Linked DNA regions of Mus musculus: all the other regions are linked to region 3. The links are chromatin contacts, called in public Micro-C and promoter capture Hi-C maps. All regions are on one chromosome and are shown on one strand. Each heading gives the region's core, a stretch centred on a gene start, on an enhancer-like site or on the middle of the called end of the contact. The rest is flanking DNA. Distances are from core to core; before and after follow the strand shown. Region 1 holds the start of Atp5b (ATP synthase, H+ transporting mitochondrial F1 complex, beta subunit). Region 2 holds the start of Apon (apolipoprotein N). Region 3 holds the start of Esyt1 (extended synaptotagmin-like protein 1).

Evidence for each region. A called contact is a pair of places that touch in the nucleus more often than the background predicts. Capture Hi-C pulls out chosen DNA fragments and counts their contacts.
Region 1: a promoter capture Hi-C map of adipose tissue shows a contact between it and region 3, with 2.7 times the contacts expected there. The contact joins the promoter of Atp5b here to the promoter of Esyt1 in region 3. A contact is called at or near these places in 3 of 484 Hi-C or Micro-C datasets (B cells, embryonic stem cells and pro-B cells), 7 of 115 datasets of contacts at active chromatin or transcription factors (the SCID.adh cell line, cardiomyocytes, embryonic stem cells and 4 more) and 2 of 9 other capture datasets (adipose tissue and liver).
Region 2: a contact with region 3 is called in a Micro-C map of brown adipocytes, with 5 times the contacts expected there. The contact joins the promoter of Apon here to the promoter of Esyt1 in region 3. A contact is called at or near these places in 9 of 39 promoter capture datasets (the 3T3-L1 cell line, cranial neural crest, frontonasal cranial neural crest and 6 more), 1 of 484 Hi-C or Micro-C datasets (brown adipocytes), 2 of 115 datasets of contacts at active chromatin or transcription factors (bone marrow-derived macrophages and pancreatic cancer cells) and 3 of 9 other capture datasets (adipose tissue, embryonic stem cells and liver).

The regions. Positions count from the first base shown.
Region 1 is chr10:128,081,606-128,084,723 of GRCm38.p6, reverse strand. It overlaps Atp5b (ATP synthase, H+ transporting mitochondrial F1 complex, beta subunit), which reads right to left and starts at 1,417. Exons shown (of 10, transcript NM_016774.3): 1 at 1,271-1,417; 2 at 650-832; 3 at 253-427. The coding sequence starts at 1,397. Snord59a (a small nucleolar RNA gene) reads right to left here and starts at 582; the gene lies at 508-582.
Region 2 is chr10:128,252,588-128,255,850 of GRCm38.p6, reverse strand. It overlaps Apon (apolipoprotein N), which reads right to left and starts at 1,720. Exons shown (of 2, transcript NM_133996.3): 1 at 1,570-1,720; 2 at 1-1,416. The coding sequence starts at 1,396. The coding sequence ends at 641. Timeless (timeless circadian clock 1) reads right to left here. Exons shown (of 29, transcript NM_001164081.1): 29 at 2,910-3,263.
Region 3 is chr10:128,524,576-128,527,584 of GRCm38.p6, reverse strand. Esyt1 (extended synaptotagmin-like protein 1) reads left to right here and starts at 1,726. Exons shown (of 31, transcript NM_011843.2): 1 at 1,726-2,121. The coding sequence starts at 1,762.

The DNA.
Region 1 (3,118 bases), core at 168-2,667, 440 kb after region 3:
ACAATAAGAAAATAAAAACCTGTAAATTTTAGAGAATCCATAATGTAACACAGCTTTAAAAAAAGTAACAGGGGGTTCTATGTAGCAAGTTTTCAACAATCCAAACTTCTGTATCTTCATTTTCAATAACTGAATACAACAGAAATGGAAGTAGTACTGTAGGAAAATGTTGCTTTACTACCAGTTATTACCCCATGTGTACAACTGCAAGAAAAGGTTCCCATGTTCACAAATGCAGTGAGAGAAACTTACTGTTTGGTTTTGATAGGACCTCTCTCATCAATAGGTTCTCCAATGACATTCATGATTCTGCCCAAGGTCTCAGGACCAACAGGAATTTTGATTGGTGCCCCTGAATCCAGTACTTTCTGGCCTCTAACCAAGCCTTCAGTGCCATCCATAGCAATAGTTCTGACCGTGCTCTCCCCTGTCAATCAGCATTAACACGTTATAAGCACCAAAACCTAACAGTATGTAATGAAGGGTGATCAAAAGCAAACAGGCCTCCCCTCTCAGCACCTGAGTGTGGCTTCAGCAAACTCAGAAGAACGAAAGTCATTTGGTAAAGTCATCACAGAATGGAGATGGCACGATCTCGTGTTATTTAAGCCTAACAAGCTCTTTCCCACCTCTAAAACGTCCTACTTACCCAAATGCTGGGCCACCTCCAAAACCAGTCTGCTGTCCCTGCCTTGCACTTCCAGGGCATTTAGGATGGGTGGTAATCCCTCATCGAACTGGACGTCCACCACAGCGCCGATGACTGCCACGATTCGCCCGGTGGCAGTGCCTGCCTTCGGGGCCGCAGACGCCTGCGCCGCATAGTCTCTGGCTAGCAGACAAAAAGGTATTGGAAGGCGTTGGTGTTAGGACAGCTTAAGGTCACCCGAATCCCAGATTTATCCCCCGAGGGAAGGTTAGCTGAGCCCAGACTAAGTCTCCTGCAAGATAGGAGGAGGCATGGAGAAGGGCACGCTGCAATCGGGAACCCACCCGCACTGTTTTCCCGACCTCGTGCACAGAACCGCCATTATTCTCGAGTTTGGTATCCCCCTCAAAACCTCAAGGTCGAGGCAGCTGCCGGCCACTCTAGCCTCACAAAATGGGACGCTGCTGGTTATATCAACGCTCCCACGGGCGACTGTCCTTGCACTCCTCGGCTGGACAGTAGTCCGCTGCCCGGGAATCCTTATGGAGAACGGATCCGATAGGCCCAAGCTCAAGGTCACGGGGAGAAGAACCGAACTAGCTCCTCCAGGAAGGCGCTTACCAGGATGAACCCCGGCGGGAGCAGCTCGCAGTAGAAGCTGCGCCTGTGGCAGAGCCGCCGAAGGGCTGAGTCCCCGCAAGGCCCCGGAGGCCGAGGCCGAGGCCACACGCCCCACAAGACTCAACATGGCGGAATCCGGGTGGAGACTGAGCGCCGAAGCGGTCCTCTCCGCCGGTCCTGCAGCTGGGGCGGGGCAACCTCCGCCGTAGGCACAGTAATTGGGTGATTTTGCTGTTCGTCATCACCACTAACGCTTCTATAGGGTAAAAAAACTCGGAGCTTATCAGCTATTGGTCTAAACTGGTGCCAATCTGAAAATTCTCTTTTTTAATTGGAGGAGCCGCCCTCTAAGCCTCGAAACCTAATTGGCCCATGGGAACGTCAGTAGGAGAGGTTTTTGGCGGAACTACGTTGAAATAAAGGGGCGGGGTTCCGTTGAACCTGTGCACTAGGCCGTCTTTGACTGTCCTTGGACCTTGAGTTAGGTGACAGCCGCTAAGGTTGAGTGGCGGCGTCCTGAAAGTCAGGAACCTTCTGTGGCTCCAAAACGTGGGGTTTCCTCGACAGTAGTGAGGGTGGAAGTTTCCAGGCGGCCCAGCAGGTCCGAAACCTGGAGGCTCTTTATCATATAAATCCGTGCAACGAAAGAAACTAAAGCGACCCATCCTTCGACAGACGTTCTGCATCGAGGAGACAAGGTTATTTATTTATAACACTCGAGGGGTAATTTAGAGTCACCTACTTATGTAAAGAATTGCCCTAAGCAGACGTACTGACAGAACCCTGTAATTCCAGAACTTGACAGGTGAAGGCTCAAGATTCCAGGAGCCAACTGAAGCCCCTTGAGACCCTGTCTCAAACACAAAATGAAAGGTCAGAAGTAATAGACCTTTGCTGTGATATGTGTGTGCAGAAATCCGTAAAGTAAAGTAGAAAGGAAGAATACGCTAAGCGAGCCTTTGCCTGAAACCACATTTCTTCGGTTTGGTTGTAGATAAGGCAAAAAAAAAAAAAAAAAAAAAAAAAACGAAATCCGACCCTATAGGGAGATGATGCCAGGTCTCAAAGGACTTTTGAATGAAAGTGGAGGCTGGCCAGAAGTGTGTGTTGCTCTAGGATGGAAAGTCACAGAATCAATGATATCCTTGCCAGCAACAATGGGGATGGGGTGGAGCTCTAACAGGGAAGCCCTTGGTCTTCCTATGAGGATACACAAAGTTGTAGTATTGCACCTTTTTACTTCCTAGCATCCTCCAGTACTTCCCATTTTTCTGCATGATGATGAAAAAAGTTCTCAGTCTGACAGTGGAGAGCTGGCAAAGGCTGTAGCGGGGAACAAAGGAACGCACCCATATCCTCCTCAGCAATTACATGCATGTGTTATTGAAACAGTCTTGCTGTGGTTCAGGCATGCCTTGGACTCAGCCTCCCCATTCTTAAGATAACATCTAATAACCTTGCTAAGTAAGGAAGAGCCCAATGCAGGACAAGATGTTGCACTTCTGTGACACCAGCACTAGAGAGGGGGAGGCAGGAGTTTAAAATCATCCTGGGCTACACAATGAGTTGGAGGCCAGCCTACTGGATAACACTGCGTGGCAATAAGTAAAAAAAAAAATCATAAAATTCAGACAGAAAAGAACCAAAAAGAATGTCAGCATATGATTAGCAAGTAGAAGAAAGAAATATGGGGCTGAAGGGTAATAAGAGGATCGGAGGATGTAATGCAGAGAGTCAAGAGGCTGTCTGGTGAGACGTCTCAGTGGATAAAACCATGCACTGCTCTCACAGAGGACTGGAGCTCAGTTCCCAGTATGCACATTGTGCAGCTGGCAACTGCCTATAATT
Region 2 (3,263 bases), core at 471-2,970, 270 kb after region 3:
GTAGGCTTAGTGGTGAACGGCTTGTCTAGTATTCCTGAGTCCCTGGGTTCAACCCCAACACTACAAAAACAGAAGTGAGGGCACAGGTCTATAATTCTAGCACTTGGAAAGCTGAAGTAGGAGTCCCATAAATTTGAGGCTGGCCTGGGCTATATAGTAAGGGCAATGGCCACAAAGCAAGACAATCTCAAAATACCAGAACAAATACAGACATGGTGGTGCACACCTTTAATCTCAGCAGGTGGAGGCAAAGGCAGGTGGATCTCTGAGTTCCAAGATAGACAGAGTTACCCAGGCAGACCCTGTCTCAAAAACAAAACAAAACAAAACAACAAACCTTCCTTTCCTTAATATCCCAAAACAATATGAATACAACCAAGGCCCAGAATTCAGCTGGGAAATTAAAAAGCATTAAGCAAGGAATTAAAAAGTATTAAAGAGGGAAATTGCAATACCCATAGCATTTAGAAACTGAAAGACTGAAGTCATATCAAGTGTCTTCACACATTAGGATCAAAGGAAGACAATGTATGAATTTGTAAAATGCAGCCAGCGTCTAGCTACACACCGTGGGCAGCTGCTGTGTGCACACCTACTAAAGGGCTATGAGAAAGTTCATTCCATGCCTAGGAGGCCGTGTCTATCCAAAATAGGTCTGAAAATATTCCCACACAAGGTTCACAAAAATACGCTTTAAAACGACTGCAAGCTGAGCAACGAGGTATACTCGATCTTCAACGGGAATCTTGGCGTCTTTAAGTTCTGGGCTACTCATCAGCCTCCTGGCTACTTCATTCATACTTTCCCAAGACTCCATGGTACAGTGCTGGGTGACATTGACTACAGAGGCCTTGAACTCTCTTACTAGGTCAATAGGAGGGAGCTTGTTCGCCGTCTCCAGCAGCACCTGGGCCATATCGTACAACACCCACCCGGGTTCATAGGTGCACGCCTCAGGCAGGGTAACTGAGCGCCGGACCCTCCTCATATCCCCAGGGGATGGCACCAGATGCCTCAGAATGACTTCATTGTTGCCGATCCCTTCCTCCTGGCTACTCTTTTGACTCTGGAGGACCAGGGTTTCCGCGCTGTCTTTTCCTCCCATTTCACTGATCCGAAGCTGCAGACTGTAGGCCTCGGCAGGGCAGCCAATGTTTTCCAGGACAACTCTCAGGGCTAAGAGGGACAAGAACTCAGACAGAGGAGCAGCGGGGAGCACCGTGTACAAGAGGTCCCGACAGGTAATGGGGGTTGGAGGAGGAATCTTGTTGGGGAGCACATTTGATGTGGGTTCAGTTCTTGTGACGGCTGGCAGGCTGCCATTCTGCGTCTTCCACGGAAAGGCGGTCACCGGGGACAGTAAGATACAGCCAAGAAGCAATGCAGCCTGGATCATGGTGGGTCCACAGGACAGCCCTGTTGTGAAGGAGCAGAGCTCAGGTGAGGAGGGCGCAAATATTCAACAGGAACAGGCACCAAGAATGGTCAGAGTTTGGTAGAGTCCTGGTCATTAGAGACTTCAGTTTCCCTGGACATAAGAGGGGGCCTCTTAGAGGCTGTTACCCTCACCTGTCTGGCAAGCAGCAGAGGAATGAAGTGGTTCTCTGTCTCACTCAGTAGGTCCCTAGTTGGAGCGGCTACCTTCCAGAGGTTAACTTCTTGTAGGTGATGACTGGAAACAAGTATTTACCACCTCTCTTTGGGTAGACTTTATCTGACCAGCTATTGCCCCATCCTGACAGGCAAGGCTCCTCCTTTGTGGCTAGGCGGTCCCTAGACCATAGTCCAGTCTCTGTAGCCTCTAGGCAGTGGAAAGTTTGTTCTCTTTTGAGACTGGGCCTTCTGTAGCCCTAGCTGGCTTGGAATTCAACTAGTTAGCCAAGGATGACCTTGGATTCTGATCCTTCTGCCACTATAACCCCAGTACGGGGATTTATGGGAATCTGCAACCAGGTGCAGTTGCCGTGGTACTGGGAATCAACTCCAAGGATTTATGCATGTTAGGCAAGCACATTACCAACTGGGCTACATTCCCAGTCCATGTGTCATGTTTACTTTAAAGATTTCCCAATCAAAAAATTTGAAAAATAGAACCTACAGCAAATCAAATCAAGTTATTACCAGAGCAGTCTTTTGAGTTTTTACCTTTATTGTTTTTTTTGTTTGTTTGGTAAGGTTTTTGTGGTTGTTGTTTCAAGACAGGCTTTCTCTTTGTAGCCCTGGCTGTCCTAGAACTCAATCTGTAGACCAGGCTGGCCTCAAACTCAGAGATATGCCTGTGTCTGCCTTTTAAGTGCTGGGATTCAAGGCGAATGCCCACAGAGGCCAGATGAGCTGGAGTTACAGCCAGTTGTAAGCCACCTGACATGGTTGCAAGGACTAAAAATTCTACTCCTTTGGAGAGAGTCTTACATGTTCTTAACCACTGAACCATCTCTCCAACCCCTATTTACTTTTTTGTTGAGATAGTCCTGGCTGCCCTGGAGCTAGGTAGACCAGGCTGGCCTTGAACACAAGGCCTCTGCCTCCAAGTGCTGAGATTAAAGGTATGAGCTACCATCACTCTTCTGGCTGCCTTCTAATTTTTTTGGACACTTTATAACCTAAGCTGGCCTAACTTCCTATATAGTCTAAGTATTCTTGCTTTAGTCTCCAGAGTGCTGGGATTATAGGCATGAGCCACCACCATACCTGTTTTGTTTCAAGACACAGTCTCAGACTCGTGGGTAAAAGGGATTTTTTTTGAGATTTTATCAAAGCCTCATGAGGAGCTGAACCAACAGGCATGTACCCTGTGGTCAGCAAGATGAAGCATCTTGTTACTTGTGGATAAGAGGAAGAAGAGGAAGAGGAGGAAGAAGAGGAAGAGGAGGAGGAGAAGGAAGAGGAGGAGGAAGACAACAAAAGTCTCTTTTTTTAAAAATTATATTTATTATCAAGCTGATTTTTTAAATTACATTTATTGGCCCACGCGTAGGGCTATATGACTCTTTCCTCTCCCTCATGGCAATTCTCTTGCCTCTGTCTCCCACACGATGGGATTAGCTCACACTACCAAGCTCAGTTCAGGACATGTCTTTTAATTTTACTCTTAAAAGTTCTTCCGAAGACACAACAGATGGCTGGCTGGCCGCTCTGAGATGAGCAACTGTTAATTGTACACATTTAATATGAAACACAAATCAGGGATGCTTGTCAGCTTGAGAGTGGTGCATCCCAGCTCTCCCTCAACTGTAGAAACGGGTTCAATCATGTGTCCTGGG
Region 3 (3,009 bases), core at 477-2,976:
TAAACTCAGGTCACTAAGCTTGTGGAGCAAAGGCCTTTTGCTTGTGGTTGCTGGGGAATGAATTTAGGTCGTCATGCTTGGGCTATATAAACAGAGCTGTCTTCCTAGCCTGTTCCTTCCTCCTCCCCTCCTTTCTGTATCCCCCAACCCCTGCCTCCTTTTGTTTTGTTTTATTTTGTTTCTGCTATTTATCTCAGGCTGCCTTAGCCTCCAAAATGCTGGGATTACAGCTATGTACCATCCCGTCTGTCAGAATTCTTCATTTTAGTGTCCTAGATGTTCCCAAGGGTGCTGGCTAGTTTTATATCAACTTGACATAGTCTAGGGTCGTCTGAGAGGAAGGAACGTTGATTGAGACGAAGCCTCCATAAGATCTGTAGGCAAACCTCTATGTAGAACATTTCCTTAATTGATAGGGAAGGGCCCAGCCCATGGTTGGCGGGGGCCATCCCTGGGCTGCTGGTCCTAGGTTCTATAAGAAAGCCGGGGGCTGGTGAGATGGCTCAGTGGGTAAGAGCACCCGACTGCTCTTCCGAAGGTCCGGAGTTCAAATCCCAGCAACCACATGGTGGCTCACAACCATCCGTAACAAGATCTGACTCCCTCTTCTGGGGTGTCTGAAGACAGCTACAGTGTACTTACATATAATAAATAAATCTTAAAGAAAGAAAGAAAGAAAGAAAGAAAGAAAGAAAGCCGGTTTAGCAAGCCAGTGAGCAGCACCCCGTCCCCCGCCCCCCATGGCCTCTGCATCAGCTCTTGCCTCCAGGTTCCAGCCCGGTTTCAGTTCCTGCCTGGACTCCCTTCAATGATGGACTATGATATGGAAGTGTAAGTCAAACAGACCTTTTCCTCCCCGACCTGATTTTGGTCAGCATCAGGAAACTATTGCAAAATGTAATAATTACTGCTGCCGTTGAACACCGCCCCTCCCTGACTATAATCTTAATCGGCCCTCTATGATAGAGATGACTAACTCTGGATTCTAAAAAGAAACAAAATCTCACTTATCTACCGATCTCCTCCCCTCACCCCACTTCTTCAAGACTGGAGTATTAGAACTCTAATGTTCATCACGCCCCAGCTGTCGCTGACTTGTTCCTTTTCACGGACAAGATAGGGGGACTGAGGACAGCACAGACAGGGCCGCTAGACAGGGTCGGTCATCCTAGACTTTCGTTCTAAATCGGTCTAATTTCCCTAACGTTTCGCAAGGGCAGCCAGTAAAAACTCAAAGAATATTCTTAGAGGCAAAAACGAACGTTCTCTGAGTATCAAACGCTGGGAAAGTTGACAAAGAATATTTAAGATTCAGACCAAACCCTGCCAAACCATTTGAACGTGTGGAGAGATACACCCTCAACTCTAGCTCACTCTGAACTCAGTAATTAGAGTAGCGGCTCTGCATGACGTAACTCCACAGGCGCTCCAATCCCACGTGGGAGGAGCAGCTGCTCCCGCCTCTTAAGTGGGACGCTACGCCCCGTTCTCTCCGTGACCAGTCAAATACTGTCTTTTGGTTTCTTTCCCCCCCTTTTCCCGCCATCCAACCCTCCCATCTTGACCCTCTGGTCCAATCACGGAGGCCCTGCCATCCCAAGTCCTCTCTAGCTTCCCAAGTCTACGCGGCGCTGCCCCAACAGGCAGGGGCGGGGCGGGGCTTGAGGTCCCGGGGGGAGCACCATATATTACTGGGGGGGAGCTGGACCAGACACTGAGCTGCCTGCAGCTGCTCGGGCGGGCACTCCCAGAAGCTGCCCCATGGAGCACTCCCCTGAAGAGGGCGCCAGCCCCGAGCCGTCAGGGCAGCCCCCTGCCACGGACTCCACGCGGGACGGGGGCTCCGGGGTCCCACCTGCCGGCCCAGGTGCGGCGAGCGAGGCCCTGGCGGTGCTGACTTCCTTCGGGCGCCGCTTGTTGGTGCTGGTGCCGGTGTACCTGGCAGGGGCAGCGGGTCTTAGCGTAGGTTTCGTGCTTTTCGGCCTCGCCCTGTACTTGGGCTGGCGCCGGGTCCGCGATGGGAAAGAACGGAGCCTGAGGGCAGCGAGGCAGCTGCTGGATGACGAGGAGCGGATCACCGCAGAGACGCTTTATATGAGCCACCGGGAACTACCTGCCTGGGTGAGTTACCACTTCAGCCCTTGGTGCAGTATAGCTCTTCCTAGCCCCTCAACTTGGGGCTCTCCCACCCTACAAAGTCAGCTCCCCCACCTAGGACAGCGGGCCCCCAGACTTTGCATCGTCCCGTTAGCGCTTGTGTGCTGGGACGCACCACTCCTGGACGCGGCCACCCACTCTCCCCGCCCACCCTTGCCGCAGAGCGGATCCTTCCACGGAATCGGGACTTCTTCCTCCGTCTCCTCGGACTACAGCAGTACATCTGAGCTGCCGCTCCCAGCCAAGCGTGTAGAATGCTCGCTCCTCCTGACTTCTGGTGCCACTCGCGCCTTTGCCGCGCTGCCTCTGGGGATCCCTCCACCCCCCACCCCGCGATGGCTCAGAGGTTCCCCCGCCTTTGCTAGCGCTTTCAAGGCTTTTTATCTACTTCAGGGCATTAGGGTTTTCCGTTTCCTGCCTTGTCTCTAGGTACCCGCTGAGACCCAGCCCTGCAAGCATTGTTCCGCTGAGTCCCAGCACCTGGAAATGACCTATCGCGGTCGCCTTCCAGCCTCAAGCCAGCCGGGCTGCTGGGCTAAGGGAGGAGGAGGTTCTGGGAAGAGGGTAGTGCGGCAGCTGTAGTTCCCGCTGCTCCTTTTTACTCGTACCCAGGGCGGCCCCACCCTTTTCCGGACTGTGAGCAGCCTTCGCTCGCTCGTTTGCTCAGCCGACCCAGGCCCTCATTACTATACCCTGTCTCCTGGGCTGAAAAGATGCCTCCCTCTGACCTTGCTAAGCTGAGCGGGTTACCAACCCCTTTGGGGTACCCTCCCTACTCTTCTCACTTAGAGGTGACAGGTAGAGAGAGGCAGACACCAGTCACACTTGCCATTCCCTGGAGAGAAAAGAAGA